Linked DNA regions of Zea mays: region 2 is linked to region 1. The links are chromatin contacts, called in public Hi-C maps. All regions are on one chromosome and are shown on one strand. The core of a region is the stretch at or near the end of the contact, and the rest is flanking DNA. Distances in the headings are between cores, read along the strand shown. Region 1 holds the start of LOC100284035. Region 2 holds the start of LOC100217268.

The links. A called contact is a pair of places that touch in the nucleus more often than the background predicts.
Region 2: a contact with region 1 is called in a Hi-C map of bundle sheath, with 2.9 times the contacts expected there. The contact joins the promoter of LOC100217268 here to the promoter of LOC100284035 in region 1. A contact is called at or near these places in 2 of 25 Hi-C or Micro-C datasets (bundle sheath and ear).

Annotation. Positions count from the first base shown.
Region 1 is chr4:203,491,319-203,497,252 of Zm-B73-REFERENCE-NAM-5.0, forward strand. LOC100284035 reads right to left here and starts at 2,868. Exons shown (of 6, transcript NM_001156933.2): 1 at 2,302-2,868; 2 at 343-379; 3 at 1-42. The coding sequence starts at 2,633. LOC103654462 (a long non-coding RNA gene) reads left to right here and starts at 5,513. Exons shown (of 8, transcript XR_002269283.3): 1 at 5,513-5,934.
Region 2 is chr4:203,808,265-203,814,198 of Zm-B73-REFERENCE-NAM-5.0, forward strand. LOC100217268 reads right to left here and starts at 3,619. Exons shown (of 6, transcript NM_001143620.1): 1 at 3,493-3,619; 2 at 3,345-3,385; 3 at 2,335-2,498; 4 at 1,640-1,745; 5 at 1,384-1,553; 6 at 187-1,177. The coding sequence starts at 3,566. The coding sequence ends at 581.

The DNA of each region.
Region 1 (5,934 bases), core at 1,618-4,117:
GTATGCAGCCTCTATGTCAGCAAAGGTATTAGCTTCACTTGGCTGAAGATGGATTTTACAGAAAGGTTGTGTCAGCACTCAGCACTATCATTCCTAAAAAGGGCCAGCTACTAAAAAATGAACTGATTTACACCCAAGAAAATCCCCTGAATCAAACTCACTGGAGCATAAATCAGTTTCAAGGCCCTCTTTCACAACAAGAAAGGCTTTTTTTTGAAACGGGACAAGAAAGGGTTTTTTTTAACAGAACAGCAAGAAAGGCTTAGAATAATGTTGTGAGGCACCCCTCGACTGAAGGTGACATGGTAAGAGCATTAGTTTCAGAAAGGGACATATAAATACCTTGCCTGATGACTGCCCATAACCAGAGTAATCATACCTGCGGAAGAATGATGGAGTTATTCTAAGGCAGGCGACTTCAATCATCAAGAATAGATGACAGCGAATTTGCTAGAGCTATTTACATGGCTCAACAAGAACTAAAAAAACAGATAGCCTGACAACATCTTTTCATGTCAATAAAAATGTCCATATCCAAAAAAAAAATATTCACATTAATAGTAATACACTAGTAAAACATACTCACTCCGCTCCAAAACGTATGTCATTACATATTTTTATTATGCATCTAAAGAAAATTAGGAGTGTAGCAAAGAAAATATAAATGTTTGTTCTACATGTACATACAAGAGTCTACAATAAGATGTGAGCGATCGAAATGAAATAGAACAAAATTTATGATCATACTACAACAGAACAATGTTAATAGTTGATACAGGATGCACATCAGCTGTCTTGGACTTTGGTATTCTAAAGTTGGAGCTACTTGCCCCTCCAAAATAATATTGTGTTTCATTAACTATTTTTAACCATCTTATTAAAATGTCGTGTAGAGACTATATATCTTTTTAATCAATCTAGAGACACAGTTCTGTCGACAGCTCCTACACGTCACTCACTTTGATGGGCAAACAAACCCCTGGACCACTCTCTTTGTCTTTTGTCTCATTGCTCCCTCCTTTTCTTCACGCTCCTGCATCTAACCCCACCCTCTTCTCTGAAAATCCCTCTTGCCCACTCCACAGGTAGTGTGGTACTCAATTGTACTTATTAATTCAAGACAGTAAAAAGAACTTGTGGTGTCGTTGTGTAGCCAAATAGTTAAGCCAAACAGCAATTAGATTTTAAAACATGCTACTGCTCCAGCAGGGAAAAACAGTTCCAATGAAAGGTCAAAATGCTGTTCACATGATTGAGAAAATTGAAATTTTACAGCTCCAACGAACAGTGCAGATCGTGTAGGCTAATCAAGCAAACCTTAGTGCTCTACTCTCTGACTGTTGTCCAATGATTAGCTGTCTATCTGCAGTGCCTAGTAAAAATTAAATAACCACAAAACCGTATTGAGTACCTTTGAACATGCATGGCACTTTCAAGAAAAAGATGGGCTAACTTTTGCATCGCTCATCGGCCAAACCAAACAGATGACTGCAGAAAAATAGAGCTACTCTATCCTACCCAAAAAAAAAGTGGCCATAACATCTCCACCTCAAACGGAGACAAAAGACAAAAAAAAGAAAGAAAAATCAAACACGATATTTTTACAAGTGGAGGATTGTCAGATTGGCATTAAATCGATTGTAAAATGATTGTAAGAAAAAAAATATGGAATTTTCTGCAGCAGTAACAGCACCAACAAAATTTACATCAGTTGCACCAACCTAATATATATATATATATATATATATATATATATATATATATATATATATATATATATATATATATATATATATATATATATGGCAAACAAAATCTTAGCCAAATAGCATGCCGCACCCCTCTCTCATCAATCAGACAAAAATCTGATGTTCCTAAAAAATAAGGGGTATCAAGTGCAAAAGAATCAGGAGTATCAATTGCGCATGATAAATCTTTAATAAGAAATCGAACCCTACTACCCATTCAAATCAAATATACTATAAGCTAATCAAAGCAATGGATGCGAATCGAAGTAGCAGCACATGATTGCCCAGCTCAATAACAGTAGAAGGACATGTATGATCACTACGTTCATCATGTTCAATTCATCACTCAGGCAGAAAACCCAATAATAAGTTTTCAGAAGACCATTTGTTCCCCGGGAAAAAAAATTCGTTTCTTTTCACAAGATCATCATCCATTCCATTCCAGAAATAACTAAAAATAAAGCAGTAATCTATCTTGGTTCCGTCCAACCAAGTCAAAAGCATCGCCGGAGAAAGCAGTCAACCACACTGACAGAGCTTCATCATCACTCACCCCATGAGGTTGACGTGGAGTCGTTCGCTGAGCTCGACGAAGATGCCGTACATCTTGCCGAGGTCGGCGGCGTTGCCGTGGGAGAAGAGGAGGGTGAGGCTAGCCCCGGGGTGCCGCACGTAGACGGCGATGATGTCGGAGCCCCGCCGCGTGCGCACCCGCCTCGCCTCCACGCCCACGCTCCACCGCACGCCCGTCATCGCCACCCTCCTCGTTGTTGCCACCTTGTTGCACGCCGCGTCCTCGTCCTCCTCGTCCACCACGCCGTAAGACGGCGGGTCGGGAGGGAAGAAGGCCATCTTAGAGGCCACGGACGAAGTCACTCCACCCATATCCAACCAAGCAACCTCAGGCCTCCGGCCGCTGCGGCCGCAGCCGCATCAGGGTCTTCTTATCTCCGGCCGGCCGGTAAGGTGGAGGCGGCGTGGCAGCCTGGATGGAAGGGAGGGAGAGAGAGAGAGAGAGAGGTCCGGGGGCTTCAACTTCACGGGCAGCAGATTGTTTTAGAGGCCCAATTGGAAAGTTTCCAGCTCGGAGCTGCACCACGGAAGGACGTGCATGGAATTGTTGTGTTCTTCAGGGATCTGAGTAGAAATAGTCGAGTCTCCTCCGGGGTTTATCGGAGGGGAAGGGGAGAGGGGGTTAAAGATTGGCGCGGAATTAGGGGGCGGAGCCGCGGAGTTGCCTCGCCGGGAGAGGAAGGCTGTCACGTGACCACACAAAGGAAAGCACGTGAGGTCCTACTTTTTACAAGTATTCTTCCTAAAAGATCAATACATGTAATTCCTGCATTGCCTTTCTTTGATCCGGGGCTATAAATGTCCAGAGATTTGGGCTTTGTACTATGCCAATGCTTAATTGCTTGTTGCTAAATATGGAGTGTAAGATCATACCATTATCAATATTACTACTACTACTATTAATCTACTATATTGCAATGAAATATAAGATTTCCTTCTTTTATTTTTTTCGAACAAACACCCTCTCTTTAGACTTTAGTCCCTTTTTTTGTGCATACGACATGCATGGTCCATGTAAATTGGGTGTTCCATCCATGATTTCTGTCCGGCCGGGTCCTGCTGCTGAGGATTGGATCCAGTGTAAGCTGTGCCGGCGACATGGAAATGGAGTTGGCTTTGGCTGTCATGCATGGCCACTATATATTGGGTCCCTTCACCCAGCTCACTCTTTCAGGTTGTTCCGGCCGGCAATCCTGCCATGATCATGCATACATGCTGTATTTTCGTCATATCATTGCCTGAATATCTGTACTACTTATTAAGTAAGCAATAGTAGTCTGCCTCCCTCGTTCTGCCGTTCTGCCGTTAATCGATCTCGACCGTCCGTGTTGTCGTTAATCGATCTCGACCGTCCGTGTCACGGTAGTCGCCCGCGCTAGCCGCTCGCAATCCATCCGCCCGCGTGTGTCCTCCCTCTCTGGAACCGACGCCACGAGCAACCTCTCCCTCTCTGGAACCGACGCCGCCGCCCTCTCCCCCTCCCTCTCTCTCCGTCCCTCTCGTCTCGCTTCTTCCCCAACCTGCTCGGCTTCACCAGATCGCGCCGGACACGGTCGTTGGGCCGCCACCATGATCTCGACGCGGCTCGCTCTCGGCCACTCGGGTTGGTGGTGGTGAGAGGTCCACAGCCACGTCCTAACTCCACCACTTCTCTCCTCTACGACGCGAGCAAGGGCGGCACCGACTGCGGCGTCGGTGGGAACTGGACCTCGGCCTCCCCATCTCTCTGGTACGCGTCTTCTTTTGTCTCGCTCTGCGTTCGCCTCTACCATGGAGATTAGGGTCTAGGGTTTGGTGGCGCAGCCGCCTACATCACCGGCATCCTCAACGTCGCTGTCCTTGCTCTCAGGTATCCTCATGCCCACCCACCTCCCCTCCGCCTCGATCCGCATTAACTACTCCGGCCTCACCACTTCCTCGCCGCTTCCAAATCCCAATAATACCATCGCGCAAATCCAGATATCAGGGCAGATCAGAGCTGGAACTGAAGGTGGCGGGAGCCGAGTGATCCGGCGGTGAGCTGAGCGGGGCGGGATGGCGGCGGAGCAGGGGCGGTCGCTGGCGGAGACGCCCACCTGGTCCGTGGCAACCGTCACCACGCTCATGGTCGCTGCCTGCTTCCTCGTCGAGCGCTCCCTCTCGCGCTTCGCCAAGGTGACAGAGTCCCGCCCGCACGGGGCATTCTTCTCGCCTCACTACTGCTTTGCTGCTGTTCGCTTAGCTGACCCCCGCCGGCTGTTGTTCGCTCCGCACCGCAGTGGCTGCGCAAGACCAAGCGGAAGGCCATGCTCGTCGCGCTCGAGAAGATCCGCGAAGGTACGTTCCCACTTCCCCTCCTTCCCTCGCCATCTCGTCCTTTCCTCTGTCCTCACCTGCTTTTTATCGCCCTAATCTGAATGAGCTCTTGTGCTGCCTGCTGAATTGCTGGACTAGGTAGTGGTGCACTACTGTACATGTGACTACCATACCATGTATCATTCCACAATTTGAGGAGCTCAGCACTCAGCAGCCTTTCTGACCGGCTGATGTTGATTTGTTTGTTTGCTTATTGCAACTGAATATTCATGGACGGGTTGGTAGTTTGGTAGTACTATTCATTGCCTTGCACCAGTGCCATGTTATCCTTTGTTTTGTTTTCGGCCTCTTCGAATGAACAATAGAAATTTTGCCCATTGTGTCCCATCGGTAAAAGAATATAAGGCAACATGGATAAACAGTTTTAAATTAAACCCAACATTTCACTGGTGCAGTCATTCTAGATTGACACACCAACACCCTTAACCTTCTTTAAGCATATGCAAAAGTATCGGTATTGAAAACTGAGAATTGTGATATATTTGGCAACGAGTATAGTTTTTTTGCTGAACCTTCAGATCCTAATATAAGTGTGTGTAGTTACTGCTAGGTGATTAAAACATCACATTCTAGATGTTGATACAACCATTGGTTGGAATGCATTAATCAATAGTTTTTCCCACTAAGCTACTGGTATTTATAGGCTATACATCCATGTTTACTCATCATTTTCCCTCCCAATTAAGGATCATATGTTTACAGATTACACATCCATGTTTACTCATCATTCTCTAATGTTTTTTCTTATTGACTTTATTAATTTAATTTCCAAAGTTTTTTCCGTTTCAGATGTCTTTCACTGCCTAAGCTAATGAATAAGCCCATCGGAAATTCTAAGCGCTGTCAGTACAAGAAACTACTCCTGAAGCATTGTTCTATCAATTCCATGGTACATATGAACATATTTAACAGTTTTCATTGTTTACAGCACCTGACACAGAAGTTTGTTGTTTCTCTGCCTTCATAATTTTTTCGTTGCAAACACTTACCATCCTAAAGTTTTTTGGCTTATCAAAAATCTGTTATACCTATATTGTAGGGGTTTTTTTATTTTTAAGTGTAGTGTGAGTGCATGATTCATTTCATTGAGTTTCATAAAATAGGAAACTTTCAAGTTTTTGTAAGTGGCTTTTGGCATTAAGGACATATACGTCATCATAAAATAGGTATGGAATGCAAAAAAATTAGAAATATACAAATATGCAGGCTGCACGTTGTGGCTATGAGGGTTCTGTGAACGAGGCCATCAAGATGTTTA
Region 2 (5,934 bases), core at 2,369-4,868, 320 kb after region 1:
TGAAGCTAAGGTGCTCTTTGGTTTAGTTTCACCTAGATAATGATTATCTGCTAAACTCTAGCTATCTTAAAACCAAACAGACCAGCTAATGAAGATAAACTTAAGCTAGAGCACAAATGCCATTATCTCATAATCTACTCAACCCCAGCTAAGGGCAGCTAATACTAGGTGAACCAAGGAGGACATCACGGACAATGCTCTCAATGGGTAAACCAAAAGAGTGAATAACTTGATCAGGTACAATGCTAAGTGGTAGAGACCGGCCCTCCTAGCGTTCACACAGCTAATCTGCTCCCAGATGGAGTATGCTTACATAGAAGCTTAAAAACTACTACAAAGTATACCAGAATTCTATATTATGCCAAACACAATAACCTTCGATACAACGTCTACTCTGGATCACACTACATGCTATAGGATATATAAGTTAAAGCTCACGGGAACGAGAAAACATGTACACATGACATTAAGTTGTTCTTGAAGCTTCAGGCAGCTGGATATTGTCCAGAAATGGTGGGTGTTCTCCAATGACGGGCAGCAAACGTGCATGCAAGTGTTAAGCCTTCAAGGGCTCTTCTTGTTATCCATATGGGTGATATCGTCCATATCCTCCAGTGAAGCTTCCCCTATTCATGTCAGGTGTGCTAGCAGATCCATAACCACCTAGCGTAGGATCATATGCCCCACCATAGGCGGTGCCACTAAAGCCAGAACTACTAGGGCCACCAAAGCTCTCTTCAGCATCACCACCAAACCCAGGATTACCACCAGGGGCACCGAAGCTCTCATCACCTCCACCGCGTCTATAGCCACTTAAGTCAGCACCAGCATAAGATCCACCAAAACCTCCTCCATATAACCCAAAGCGACCAGGATAACCAAACGAAGACGCGGCTCCATATCCCCCTCCTAATCCTGCATAGTAACGACCATATGCACCACCAAAATCACCTACCCCACCATAGCTGCTGAGCCTAGCACCAAATCCTGTATCGCTCCTATAAGGACCAAATCCACCACCCCTGTAGTTTCCATAAGCACTGGCCATTCCACCATAGTTGTCAGCTGAAGGGTGGTCTCTAGAGCCGCTATCATATGCTGACCTAGCATTTCTAACATGCACTGGTGGTGGCGGTGCATTGGAGGATTTCTTTGGTTCTGCTTTCTTGATCTCCACCTACAACAAACAAAGCAAATGACCTAAGCCCTGTCAAATAACCTATGGGGCCTTCCTATTAATTAAGCATGATGCTCCATGAAATTAGCACAACAGATGACTTGGAATAGAAGAATGCAAAACACTACTTTACATATTTTACACCATAGATCCACAATGGAGGAGACAACCATTGGTGTCATTTCTATAATGAACTTCAGACTCACCTTTGAACCAGCAAGGTCAACCATATTTCCATTTGCTAACAAATCATCTACAACTTGCTCAGAAGCAAAAACTATAAATCCAAAGCCTCGGGAACGTTTGGTTTCATGATCAAACATAATCTGGTGGTCCACCACAGTCCCATATCTTGCAAAGAAACTCTTGAATTCGTCTGATCAAGGTTAACAAACAGAACAATCATCAGGGCAAAATTGATGTAACACAAAGCTGATCCATCATATGTCATACTGATATTACCTTCTGTTAGTGTTGACGGAAGCCCACCAACAAATATCTTTTTAGTCTTGAAATCCTTAGAGCTAGATTGCACCGAACCTTTTGGTATGGTTCTCTTAATTTCAACCTGCGGAGTAAAGCAATAGGGAAGTACTACTAAGTAACTGTCAGCTGTGAAAATAGGTGATGCATTAGGTATGACACAAATGAAACTTCAGATGGATAAATAATGATTCTGAAATCACATATGCAATATCTACATTAAATAACATGAGCAACTTAACAGAGTAGTAAACCTGATCCTAAATTGAATGAGAAACACCATTGGTAGTTTGTAAATCCAGCACAGCAAGACAATAAACATGCCAATTGCTTGAACTAACAAAGCAAACAACAGATAAACATATAGTCACCAAAGCAACACAAATGTTTTTTTTTAAAATGCATTCGTAACTTGCTAACCAAAAATCTAACAATTCATATAGAAGTGATAAGCGCTAATGGACATATAAATCGAAAGCCTATCCACATTAATTTTAACAAAGCATCAACATGATACAACAATTGGTGTTGTATCCAGACTTTGTTATGTTCACACTGAAAACCTAACTTGCAGGTATCAACAAAACATCTTTAAGAACTAACGCGAAGAATTAACAAATAGAGCAATTTAACTCCTAAGTGACGATACCGACTTGCTGAGAAACAAAACTTACTTGCTTTCCATTGATAACATGATTGTCCTCTATCACTTTATCAACAACAGCAGGGTCAGAGTATGTAATGAAGCCAAAACCCCGTGGCTGAGATGTGTGCCTATCCTTCATTATCACCGAATCAACTATTTCTCCATACTGTCCAAAATGCCTCACAAATGTAGCTGTAGAAGGAAACAGCAGCACGAAATCAGTAGAACGAAAACAGAGACAATATGAGAATCTATTAATCCTGCATTTCACCAGTAGCTCCACACATCTGATTGATGAACAAATGAAATATAGAAAAAAAAAAGGAAAATGGCACAAATGCCAAAACACTAACTTCCACAGTGCTGCATCATGCCCTGCTCTATAAACTACGAGTACTCCCCATGTTTCAGTTGCCTAATTATGTAAAAACTAAAACTGGCATGTCGCTAGTTGCAACACTAGTGAGCAGATTTATTGGCAAAGATTAGGTAAAAAAAACTTATCTTCCTACCAATTAACATGTGTTTTTGTCGGAGGTTACTGATCTGCGTAGTTGGGCGTTACTCATTACAATTATTGGCAATGGAACATACTACGGGCACATGAAGATCTTAATCAGGCATATAGCTGCATATATACTAAAAGTGCCTGTAGCAACTAAAACAGATTAGTTGTCACATAACAGAAGCATAAAAAATCATTGTGCCGGTGCATTGCATACAGCTCAGCTCGCATTAGTTACAGGCCACAGCACAGACCAGAATCCATACTGAGCACAAACCACCACTGTAAATTTTCATGCAACTAACAAAATATGACGAGGCACAGTACAGCCATAGAAGTGCAGTGAAAAACAAAAGTGAATAACATACCGTCCACCACGCCCCACCCCGACCAACGCCCCGACCAGAGAGAGAGAGAGAGAGAGAGAAACTTAAGTTGTATAAACGGAATCGCGATCTCATCTTCCAATCCGCGGGAATCAGCACAAGCATCGAACGCTACGAAGCACAAAACGAAGGAACCGATCGACGTACCATCCGTGGTGTCCCGCGGGAGCCCTCCGACGAAGATCTTCCTGAAAATCCCAAAACCGAAGGCCAAGCAATAAGACCGCTTAATCGAGATCGAGAACGTAAATAAGCCAAGAGAGGGGGGGTGGGGGTGGAAGCCAGGAGTTGATACCCCGGATTGCCGCTGGCGCCTCCGCCGCCGCCGCCGCCGCCGCGCCCCCTTGACCTCGCCTCCGCCTTCCCCATCGCCTCGCTAGGGTTGCCGGTAGGGGCTTGGGAGTTGGACACCACGGATTCACTCGCAATCACGACCGCGTTGCGCTCAATGATGTGTCAATGGGCGGTGCCCCGGGCACGCTTATGTGGCCTGGCCCAATTGTAGGTGTAGGGTATTATTTACGGCCTGGCCCCGTGCACGCCTTCTGATCCAGCCTATCTCTAGTTCTCTACCCCACGGCCCACGGCCCGCGAGACGACCGCAGCGACCAGCTTGCAAATTTGTGATCCCCGCTGCTGCCGCACGGCTACGCCGCAGCTCCTTCCTTGACATCCATTCTCTTCTCTTCTTCGCGGCCTACCTTTGACACCACTGCTGTCGCGTCTTCTATCGAGAAAAGAGAAGTGAAGGGAAGAGGAATGCCAACCGCGTCTCTCTCCAGCCGGCCTCCAAAATATCAACCGCCTCGCCGCCGCTAGAACATTCCCCTATCTCGTTACCATCTCACTCACCCAACAAATTCCCTTATTATACACAAAATAATATATCCTCGTAGCAATTTATTTTTTTATTTTGCAAAAAAAAGTACATATTCTAGATTCCTCTTCTTTAGTTGCGTAAACAAGTCATGGTTTTTATTTTGTTACTAGTACGCGAGTCTTTTAGCAATATGTTAAAACAACGATCTATGTATATAGACAGTAAGCAACCTGATATTGCAGATCTATATAAGCAATATGTAGGCATTAATATATTTATGGAAACCAGTACATAATATGAATAGAATTACTTTGTGTAGTATACTGAGAAAAGCATACCTAGTTTCGATAGAATTAATTTGCAGCTTTCGACAATGGTTGTGCGCCGATGGCAAATAGGAGTGACCATGTAAAAAAGTAGTAATGAACAAATTATTGGCATACTAGGTCATTGCCCGTGCGATGCGACGGCACACAATCACAACAATAGAGAGCTATATTTTTAGAAACCGCAAGAAAACATTTGGTCTTTCGTGATCACGGCATACAAAATCAAGATGGAAATGAAAAAACAATGTGAGTTTCAACTACAAAACAAACATCAGGAATAAAGGACAGTAATTATAACACTATATACAATAGTTAACAACACACGTTTGTCGAGCGAGCGTATGCGCGGAGCTAGCACTCTTCTAGCAGGCGCATCCACTCCCCGCCTGCTGCTGCTAGTTGGATTGGTCGGTCCTCCAGCTTCGCTAAGAGCATCTCCGTTCCCGATAGGGCCACGACGATCTTGCGAAATAGCGACTGTAGCAACGCAAATGAGAAAAGAATCGATGAGATGCAGTGTGCGCAACACGGTACATCAAAGAGTCTAAGTGTCTATATCGTTGCCTAATTGGAGAATACATTATGCATCAATAAAAAATAAATAGATATAAACTTCAAGATTTTTAGTTGTTTAACTTGTATTACCTAAAGTGTGGCATTTAGATAACGTACCTCACTGTATCATTCCAGTTACCAAAAGGGTGGTGCATTAGAGTGCTCATATTTTTGTCACCCTTGCACGTTGCAAATACACTTTCTGATCCATTCATTGTAGCCATGACTTTTGATTATTGTGTCTGCTTTAAAGTGTTACTACCATATATATTATTTTATTTCTCATATTGCAAGGCACACAACAAAAGGAAGGGAATGCACCAAGTCATGGCAGATCAGTGCATGTAAACTTTTTGCGTACCTCGACACATGTCAATGCATATTGAACATCGTTGTCTGAAATCTGGTAATGGATGACGAACCTGACACTGCATGATACGAAGCACAAAACTCAATGTGGATAGCTAACCTTGGATGTGCCCATCATTAAAGATACTACTGCTGGTGTTTAGATTAAGGTTCTGACTTGCTAACTGATCATAGAGTTTCTGTAAAAATAGGGACCACGACCCTTCTTATTCTTTTAATTAAGATATAGGTTGTTCTCTTCTCTTGGTCGAGCTTAGTAGTAAAAAAATGAAGATATGGGAGTGAAAAGGAGACAATGTTAGCGGGTTTACATTATCACCAATATATTTTCAATAAATATGGTATTTATTTTTTTTATCAGCCCAAAAATATGCGATATGATTTGCCTGCCAACCAGTCAACCCAGTAGCTTGCAATATTTAAAACTCTGTTTGTTGTAAAATTTGGGACTGTGTTTGCCAATGGAGTTTGGTATTCACTCAAAGTTATGTTTTTTTACGGTGACACTCAAAATTAGGTTATGTGTAGGTTTTTAATGTTAACTTGTTTGGAGAGAATCTATATGGTTTTCTTGCAAATCGACAGTTCTTTCCCCAAATTTTGGTCAAAAGAAACCACATCACCGATAGAATTCAGATCCCATTTATCGGTCACCTCCAATGAA